Regions from separate parts of the Mus musculus genome. Here all the other regions are linked to region 1. The links are chromatin contacts, called in public Hi-C maps. All regions are on one chromosome and are shown on one strand. The core of a region is the stretch at or near the end of the contact, and the rest is flanking DNA. Distances in the headings are between cores, read along the strand shown.

Region 1 (2,892 bases), core at 256-2,755:
CCAAGAGAGCTGATCTCAAGTCCTGGACTCAATGGCATTCCCCAGAGAAAGTCACATTCTTTTGGGGTTCAGGTCTCAAAACACAGACACATCACTTGAGGCCACCATGCAGATCTCCACTGCATCTTAAGGACAAAGTTCCTGAGGTGGCTGAGAGGACTTTTCCAACAGAAGCCCATGAGAAATGCAGCCCAGGCTAGCCCATGGGGGCTGCTGCCACACAGAGTTCTCAGTCATCACTGGTTACGTTGTCCTCTCTCCCTGGCCACTTACCTAAAGGCTAGTCCTCCGACACCAGGTTTCTGTGTGCTTGACCCATATTCCCTGGGAGGAACCCAGGGCAGACTCAATGTCGTAGGTCCAGGATCCAGTTACAAATCTTTTACTGTACACTTCAGTGCGTGCTAATATAGATGCTGTCTCCCCTCTGACCTACTATACTATCACGGTCTAGAAAGGATGAGCACCAATCAGAGAGGTCCCTGGAAACAGAGGTTGAGCCTGAGTGAGACATCACATCTTAAGGGTCAAGTTCCCTATGGGACCTCAAGAGGTCTTCTTCCCTCCACCCTACCCCCCACCCCTGTCTGATGGCACAAGGATGCCAACGGACCCCTGCAGCTTTTCCTGGAGGGCTGCGTGAATTGGTCCTACAAGGACATGGAATGTGAATCCCGAGCTACTGGGAGACAGGAGTTGCAGCTGGTGCCATGCCAAACTGGGGTGCCGTGGTCAGTCGTCACAGTCCTCTGTGCGCATGGTTTGATTTACAGGAGGCCGAGAGCAGCTCCAACTGCAGACAGAAAACTATTTGAAGCAGCTGCCAGATGTTGTGTCTGAGCTGGGTTTTACAACTTGCTTACTGGTGAACAGCCACCTCCTGCTGGAGTTCAGCTTGCCCCAGTGGGTTTGGGCCCTGGCGCCAACCCCACAAGCCTGTCTTTTCAGCTGCCTGAAGGCTCGCTCCTGTTTAGCAGGAATCTTGTTGGGACGTTGAGGGGGAGCCAGGCTGGGAGCCCAGTTTCCAAAGCATCCCACCTTCCTGAGGAGGTCCTGAGGGTCTGACTTCAGGATTTCTCTCAGAAGCTCTAAGAACGCTCTGGAATGCCTGTCTGAGCTCAAGCACTTGGGGTGTGGCCTGAGAGATGTATGTACCGAGTATGACTTTTTTGTCTTTCTTGTTCTGTGTCCTGGTCTCTCCCGCTTTAGCCATCTGACCCCAAAGGCACAGAGGACGAGGGCTGGGACCAAAAGCTCAGCCAAGAGCTTCTAGAAGGTTCCTAACATTGTGCACGAGAGAGGGAGGTACTAGTGAGTACAGCCTGTCTGTGGATGCCGCAGTGTTGAGCCAAGACAGCCCTAAAGGGTGGTCAGGATTTTCCCTAGCATGAGACTACTGGAGTTCACTGGAAGTTAGAACACATTTCTAGCCCTCCCTGTGGCAAGGGACTCGGGACTCCAGGCTCATGATCACTTCCTGGGGCTGTGAAGCAGAGCTGAGTGTGACAGGGAAAGGGGCGGGGAGGAGGAAGGAGACGCGTGATTAATCTTGTTGCCTGTGAAAGCATGCCTGTGTCCGTCCAGGAATCCTGGCCGAGGGCCGCCAGAGTGGACAGAGTGTTCAGTCCCCTCCTGAAAGCGCCAGCGATGTTTTGTCCGCCGGGAAGGAAAACACCCTTTGCCTAAGCTAGAACTTGGCTCTGCCTCCGGGAGACGCCTGGGAGGCCTCCTTCTGAGAGGAGTGTAGTTGAGGACTAGAGGGTTTTGAGAGCCCTGCTTCTCTGAGGTGCCAGGGGTGCCCTCTAGCCTCAGGACCGCCCCTCTGTGATCTTGCCCAGCTACTCCCCCACCCAACCCCCCTTTTTTTTTCCTTCTGCAATAAGAAAAAAGAAAAAAGTTCCCAATGGTTCATCTCTCCCAAAAACCTGTGTTACCCGCCCAAAAATGATGGCGGAACTTAAGACATTCCCAGGCTGGCCCACATCAGGCACAGTGACCCTGCAGAAGTATAGGGACTCAGGCCCAAGATCATACGTCTGGGGTTTGGACTCAACATCTGTGAATGTGGCCCTGTCAGCTGCCCAGGTAGCCTGACTGTGCCTTCTGTGATTGGGAATAATAATAACTTTGAACCAAGCTCATGCTATTACCAAGATCAAAGGCAGTGTGAGTGAGGAGATATGACCAGAAGCCCAAGAAGCCATGCATATACGCACGCACGCACGCACGCACGCACGCACGCACGCACGCACGCATGCCCTAGAATCATTACCCATTTATTTACGGGGCAGTGGGAAAGAGACGCCTCCTAGCAATCCCTACTGCTGCCAGACAGCCCCTCCCTCTGGCTCAGCACTTCCTCCTGGGTCCTTAGCAGCCCTTCAGGAAGCTGATGGTCTCTTTGAGCATGCCCCCCCCCCGCCCCCACTTCCTGAAAGGATGGATTTGGCTGCAGGTGTCACTTCCTTCAAGGGAAGCCATGCAGCAGCCCAGCCCAGACTCACCCTGAGAACATGCCGGCCTCCTATGAAGGCTCAGAGGCCAGGGTTCCTGTCAGGATAGCCTATAAAATGTTGCCAAAGACCCCAGACTAATGGAGTCCCATTAGACCCAAACAGGTCTTGGCCCCATTGCCTGTGCCAGACGCACGTGGACACTGAATAGAGACCCAGAAAACCTGAGGTTCAACGGGAGGACACGAACTGGCAGACACGGGGCAGGGGCTGCAGGGGAGAATGTGGTGGACCCTCCCAGGCATCCTGGGCAGGGATGTCCTAGGGGCATTGGGAAGGATGAGTAGGAGGGTTCCAGAAAGGAAAGTAAGCCCATTTATGTAGGTTTCTAAATACAACTGGTTGTTCTGAGTAGCTCTTTGTAAAACAATAGAGTCCA
Region 2 (2,892 bases), core at 120-2,619, 90 kb before region 1:
GGCCTGCCAAGACTGGCCTGCGATCTTCAAACTGGTTTCTGTGGAAAGAGGGGCCAGTGTTGATGGGGAGCAGGGTGCAGAGACTCCTGGTGAATGTCTTGCTCTGAGCCAGGCCAGCAGAGTAGACACAATCCTGAGCCTGCACCGGGCGCCTTGCCTCTTCTGGTATCCCATCATCCCTCTGTGCACCTAGCTGAGATCCAGCGCTCCTCCGGGCAGCTTCTGTCTACTCTGGGAGGACACCCACTGTCCTCAGTATTCCCCATTACCCCTCAGCCTCTCCCTCTCTACAGACACAGACACTGCCACGTCAGAAGTTCCCCCAGATCTAGAGACCGGGGCTCCCTTTCCCACTAAGAACTGTTATGCTGTCATTGGGCTGTCGGGCATCTCTGATCTATCTAGACGGGAGGGCTCTGTCTGCTCCTGGGTCGGGGGTGACTCCAGATCACAGCCTCTTTCTAGGGCTTATGTGGCCAATTGCCAGCATCAGGGCAGACTGCAGCTAGCCCTCCTCACACTACCTCTCTCTGGCTTCAAGTCTGGCAGCAGCCCCTCCTCTGCCGGGCATCTCCACCATTCTTACTGACGAACCTGGTACCACTGGGAACACTACAGGCAGCTCCTAACTTCAGTCCCCTCCAGGGCCAACAACATAAACATTTCAGGGCACATACAGTTTTCATTTAGGCCTCCTGCTGAGTCATGTGAACAAGGGAAGGCCCAGAAGGGTTAGGATGGCCCGTCCTCACAGTTACCTATGTGTCAGTCACAGAGTCTCCGTGTCTTTCAGAATTTTCCCATAGAGAGGTTTCCTGTGATGAGGAGCGTCAGGAAATCTGTTTCTCTCCTTTTATTTGATTGTACTTTCTCCCAGACAGCACATGGAAAAGAATTCTTGCTTTCACTAGAGATGTGTGCATAGAGTGTAGCCTGAGCTGAGGGCTCTGTATGAAAGGCACTCTTGTTGAAATTCTGCTTACTCTGACCTCCAGTGACCCAGACTGACAGAACACCTCTATTCCTTGGCAGAAAAGAGGAACGCCCTGGGGTCCTTTCCTGGCCTGCTTTGCTCAGGCTTGGATGCAGGTAGTCGCAGGTGAAGTTCCACCTTTAGCCATGTGGGGGAGCCCACGTGCCACCACTCACATTCCACCCAGGAGGCGGGTTTTAGTGCCAAACGTCTTTTCTTCGCTTTTCTTGCTCACTGCCTCTCAGGCGTCTTAGCCCAGTGCGTTTTCATCAGTTCTTAGGGACTCGGCCTTCTGCAGTTGCAACATCAGAGAGCAAGGGGCCTTGCATGCCTCAGGAGAGAGGGTGCCCAGGCTCTGTGTCACCATTCTGAATAACGGTGAGTCACTGCCCAGCCTGAGCCTAGAATGTCCCGTTCTTATCCAGATGAATGACTCGCCTCTGTCTGTGGGGAGTCTCTGCACAGGGGAGGCCAGTGTGGGGGAAATACCAAAGATCTCCTTTCCGGAAGCAAGCACAAATAAAATTTCATTGGAAAGGTTGGTGGGGGACATTGTCTGTGTTCTCTGGCATGCACCTGTGTGTGCCCTTTCCCTTTCTGCCCCGGGTTAGGAAGGAGTGATGTTCAGAGCCAGGACCACGGAAGATGCTGCTCTTCAGACTTTCTGAACCATCATCCACAGCCAGCAGGGCTTTACCAATCAGTCACATCTGTGTACGAATCTGTCTCAGGAAGGAGCTCTCAGCCTTAAGACCTGGGATACCCTCTATTTTTTTAAAAATTTTCATTAAAAAATTGTTGCTTGCAAACCACTTAACATTGAGTTGATAAACAGTGTGACGAATACAGCCTTTGCCAGCCTCCTGCCTGTCTGGAAGTGGGGATCTGAGGCTGGGAAGACAGGACAAGGTGTCCAGGTTCCTGGGGAAGGGAAGAGGGACATGTGGTCACTGTGTCTGGGACACAGCCTTCCCTCCCTGGATTCACTTCTGGCTCCCTTAGGGTCCCTGTAGCTGTGGCTTAGCACTGGCCTGCAGGCCGTAACCCTGGGCTGGCTCTGACCCCGCCTGGGATCTTCTAACTGCACCCTGCTCACTCCCTGTTGAAACAATGGAAGCAAAAGTCTGCACCTTGCCTGGTGGCTCTGTGGTCTCCCCACTGATGGGCAGATGCTAAATGCTATGCACAGGCACACCTTGTCCTGCCAATAGCCCAGTGTGCCACGTGGCAGGGCCTTAGTGACTGAAGATTTGAAACTGGGAAAATGTCCAGTGTTGTCCAGAAACTGTATGTTAGATTCTAGAAGCCATGCCAGCACCCTGTGGGGCCTGTTCCTTTCCAGGGGACCCATGAAGGGCTCACATGGCTGAGTCAGGTTCCTTGGGTAGGCCTGTGAGTCCACTATGGGAAGGACACAGGGGCATACAAATGGCAGAAGTTGTCCTCCTTGGGGCGACATGCCAGTTAGCATCTCCAGGCTAGATCCTGATTTCTAATTCCAGGCAAATGTTCCTGGTAACTGCACTTTAAGTAGTCCCATCTTGTTAATTTCTTGCTTCTTCTTCTTTTTTTTTTTAAATGATTTTAAAATTTTTATGTGCATGTTTGCCTGCCTATGTGTCTGTGTGAGGGTATCAGATGCCCTGGAACTGGAGTTACAGACAGTTGTGAGCTGCCATGTGGGTGCTGGGAATTGAACCCAGGTCCTCTGGAAGAGCAGCCAGTGCTCTTAACCACAGAGCCAGCTCTCCAGCCCCAATTTCCGGCTTACTATTGCTCTGGAGAAAATACTCTCTTCTCACTTTTGCTCCCCAAATTAGTGGAATCAGAGCTGCCTTCCACTTGGACTGATATCTTAGCGCTCTCCCAGGAGGGCCTCCTCCGCAGCCTGACAGGCCTTGAGCTCCCCCATGCTCTTT
Region 3 (2,892 bases), core at 140-2,639, 69 kb after region 1:
ATTCCATGTTGGATGCTACATTTCCTGTCTTAGCGGGCTCTGCTAAAATTCTAGTTCAAGGTCGTAAGTAAAGACCACAAATCCACAGCCTGGGAAAAGTGTTCTCTCTCTCTTTCTCTCTCTCTCTCTCTCTCTCTCTCTCTCTCTCTCTCTCTCTCTCTCTCTCTCTCTCCCTCCCTCCCTCCCTCCCTCCCTCCCTCCCTCCCTCCCTTTCTAAGGAGAGGATATGCATTATGGCTGCCAGCAGACACCTTTACTCCCAGGTAAGAGTAACAAGGCCAGGCTCCCTGGGACCTCGCACGAGTCTCAGAAGCAGAGCACAGAGTGTGAATGAGGGTCCTGGGTCCCCACCTCAGCACTGCCAGCTGACACATCACACTCCAGGGCAGGAGCTGCAGAGACGGCTCAGCAGTGAGGAACACTTGCTGCTCTTGCAGAGGACCACAGTTTGGTTGCCAGGACCCAAGTCAAGTGGCTCACTACCACCTCTAACTCCGGTTCCAGGGGACATAACACCCTCTTCTGGCCTCTGTGGGCACTGGCGTTCGTGCACATACCCACACACATATACAACTTGAAAACAAATCAATCTTCAAAGAAAGAAAGCCAGGCGGTGTTGGCACACACCTTTAATCCTAGCACTTGGGAGGCTGAGGCAGCTGGATCTCTGAGTTTGAGGCTACAGAGCAAGTTTCAGAACAGCCAGGGCTCCATGGAGAAACACTGTCTCAAAAAACTATAAGCTAGAGAGAGAGAGAGAGAGAGAAAGAGAGAGAGAGAGAAGGAGGAAGGAAGGAAGGAAGGAAGGAAGGAAGGAAGGAAGGAAGGAAGAAAGAAAGAAAGAAAGAAAGAAAGAAAGAAAGAAAGAAAGAAAGAAAGAAAAACAGATTTTAAAACTCAAAAATCTAGAGACTGACTCCAGCCCCTCCTAGACCCAGGGCAGAGTGAGGATCCTGGCCCAGGGTTTACAGCAGACTCGGTCTCAAAATAAATTCTTAGTTTCAGACTGCTCCTATTCCAGGATGCCCTTTGGTTCAGAGATGTAGAGCCTCTGGGCCTCAGTTTCCCCATCTGTAAACCATCATTTTTTACAGGCAAGAGGCAGGAGGGACTGAGTCTTGCAAAGCTGATCCCAGAGTGCTTGCTCTTTGCAGCTGCAGCAGCTGCGTAGCTTGTATTCCAGAGTTTATGATCCCATTGCCCTCTGGGAAGTGGAAACCATTCACCTCGCCCCAAAAGCATCTAACGTCTTGGCCCAAATGTCTGCTTGTCCTGCTTGTTGGCCCGAGTGTGCAGGGGAGGGGTGGAGACAGCTCCCTCTGGGCAATGCTGAAGCACTGGGCGGTACTGGGAGGCTTGCTGAGTGTTTGACAACCAGCATGAGGTCACTGCCCGCCTCCCTCTGGGGTGTGATGTGTCAGCGATGGCCATTGGCCTACATGCCATGACTCAGGGTGGTAAGCATTCCTCCTGAAAGCCTCAACCCAACCCTGCTGCTGCCTTCCCCAGCTGCAGACTCTGCCCTCTCCCTCTGGCTCTGTCCTTCCAGGGCTCCAGCCAGGAATGCTAGGCAAAACACTATGTCAGCTTGAGTGACTACCCTTGGAGACCCAGGGTGTTCCTTGTGCTACCTGGGTCCCCTGCAGGGTCACAGGCTGTTCCCTGAAAGCTCACATAGATGCCTTGATGTTGCCCACAGTGTCCTCAGGAATGGTGGCACAGGCGATTCTGGATTTTAATGAGCATCTACTGCGTGCTCTAAGGCAAATGCTTGAGAGACAGCAATCTCCCTCTCAGGAATGCTGCCACCAATCACAAATTACCATAAACTGGGTGTCTGAAAACAACAGAAAAGTATCACTTCCCATCAAGCCAGAAGGAAAGAATCGAGGCATCAGCAGGTCTGTGTTCTTTGCGACACGCGACACTGCGGGGTTGGGAGGAAGCTATTCTGGCCTCTCCAGCCTGTGGAAGAACAATTTCCTCAGCTATATTCTCCAATCTCTGGTCTCAACTGGCCTCCTCTTCTCTCTTAGCCTCTGGGTCCAATCCTCTTCATAGGAAGACATCAGGGATGGGATGTAGAGGTCACGCAAATCCAAGATGACTGCATCCGAAGCTCTCTAGTCACATCTGCAAAAGCCCTACTCCTGAAACAGGTCATTGTCATAGACAATCTTGTGTCTTCCCTCAATATCAAAATGTATAAATAAACAAGCCAGCCACAATTTGCCAGGTGATCCCAGTCTCACTTGGTAGCTGGCTGGCAATCGCAGGTTGTCTGATTCTAATCGTAATTACTAAACTCTCAGACCACCTATCACAATATAGTCGGGATGTCTAAGAGAGGGTTAAAGAGGCAGCGTAGGTCAGACAGGCAGTGCTGAGTTGGAAGCAGAGCCAAATGCAAGCTGAACAGGTCTGGGGGCGGCGGGGGTGGGGGTGGGGGTGGGGGACAGGGGACGGTGGGATCTGCAGGGGACTGGAAGGCTCGGAGCCATCAAACACAGGGTCAGCTTGAAGAGGGCTGAGTGCTACAGGCAGGAAGCTGCATTTGAGCAGGAGACCAGGCTGCAGGCAGGAGGCCTTTGCTGCAGTAACTTTCATGGACCAGTGACTCTAGCACGCATGCACATTTGTCTCACCTCCCTCTCCCCCCCCCCAACCCCTTCTCTTATAATCCTGGCTGAGGGCTTCCATCTAGCAGGAGTGAAAAACACCTGTGGCTGTGGTTTCTAATCTGCTTAGGTGCAGCCTTGGGTGTTAGTATTTACTGGAATTACCAATCTGAGCTTCCTGGGGCTGGTGCCAGAAGCCGATGGCAGCTTACTGCTTTACAGTGCGGAGTAGGCCAGGCATGGTGGTGGTAGTGTATCCCTTTAACCCCAGCAC

The links. Hi-C and Micro-C count contacts between places; a contact is called where the count stands out from the background.
Region 2: a Hi-C map of uterus shows a contact between it and region 1, with 2.8 times the contacts expected there. The contact joins two enhancer-like sites. A contact is called at or near these places in 6 of 484 Hi-C or Micro-C datasets (bone marrow-derived macrophages, centroblasts, embryonic stem cells and 2 more), 3 of 115 datasets of contacts at active chromatin or transcription factors (double positive thymocytes and embryonic stem cells) and 2 of 9 other capture datasets (embryonic stem cells and liver).
Region 3: a Hi-C map of uterus shows a contact between it and region 1, with 2.4 times the contacts expected there. The contact joins two enhancer-like sites. A contact is called at or near these places in 13 of 484 Hi-C or Micro-C datasets (the G1E-ER4 cell line, Kupffer cells, Sertoli cells and 7 more), 8 of 115 datasets of contacts at active chromatin or transcription factors (the 3134 cell line, CD8 T cells, differentiating embryonic stem cells and 5 more) and 3 of 9 other capture datasets (adipose tissue, embryonic stem cells and pancreatic islet).

What each region holds. Positions count from the first base shown.
Region 1 is chr4:149,888,719-149,891,610 of GRCm38.p6, reverse strand. No RefSeq gene overlaps it. Among named protein-coding and RNA genes, the nearest start is that of Gm13070, 12 kb to the left of the region's middle. Within about 2 kb of position 1,505, at least 136 of the 459 cell types and tissues checked have an H3K27ac peak or open chromatin away from gene starts, as enhancers often do. A contact at or near this core is called in adipose tissue, bone marrow-derived macrophages, heart atrium and 2 more, where this site is marked.
Region 2 is chr4:149,978,373-149,981,264 of GRCm38.p6, reverse strand. It overlaps H6pd (hexose-6-phosphate dehydrogenase (glucose 1-dehydrogenase)), which reads left to right. Exons shown (of 5, transcript NM_001291004.1): 5 at 1-1,791. Among named protein-coding and RNA genes, the nearest start is that of H6pd, 23 kb to the left of the region's middle. Within about 2 kb of position 1,369, at least 206 of the 459 cell types and tissues checked have an H3K27ac peak or open chromatin away from gene starts, as enhancers often do. A contact at or near this core is called in bone marrow-derived macrophages, liver and uterus, where this site is marked.
Region 3 is chr4:149,819,273-149,822,164 of GRCm38.p6, reverse strand. No RefSeq gene overlaps it. Among named protein-coding and RNA genes, the nearest start is that of Gm42354, 30 kb to the right of the region's middle. Within about 2 kb of position 1,389, at least 109 of the 459 cell types and tissues checked have an H3K27ac peak or open chromatin away from gene starts, as enhancers often do. A contact at or near this core is called in adipose tissue, bone marrow-derived macrophages, heart atrium and 1 more, where this site is marked.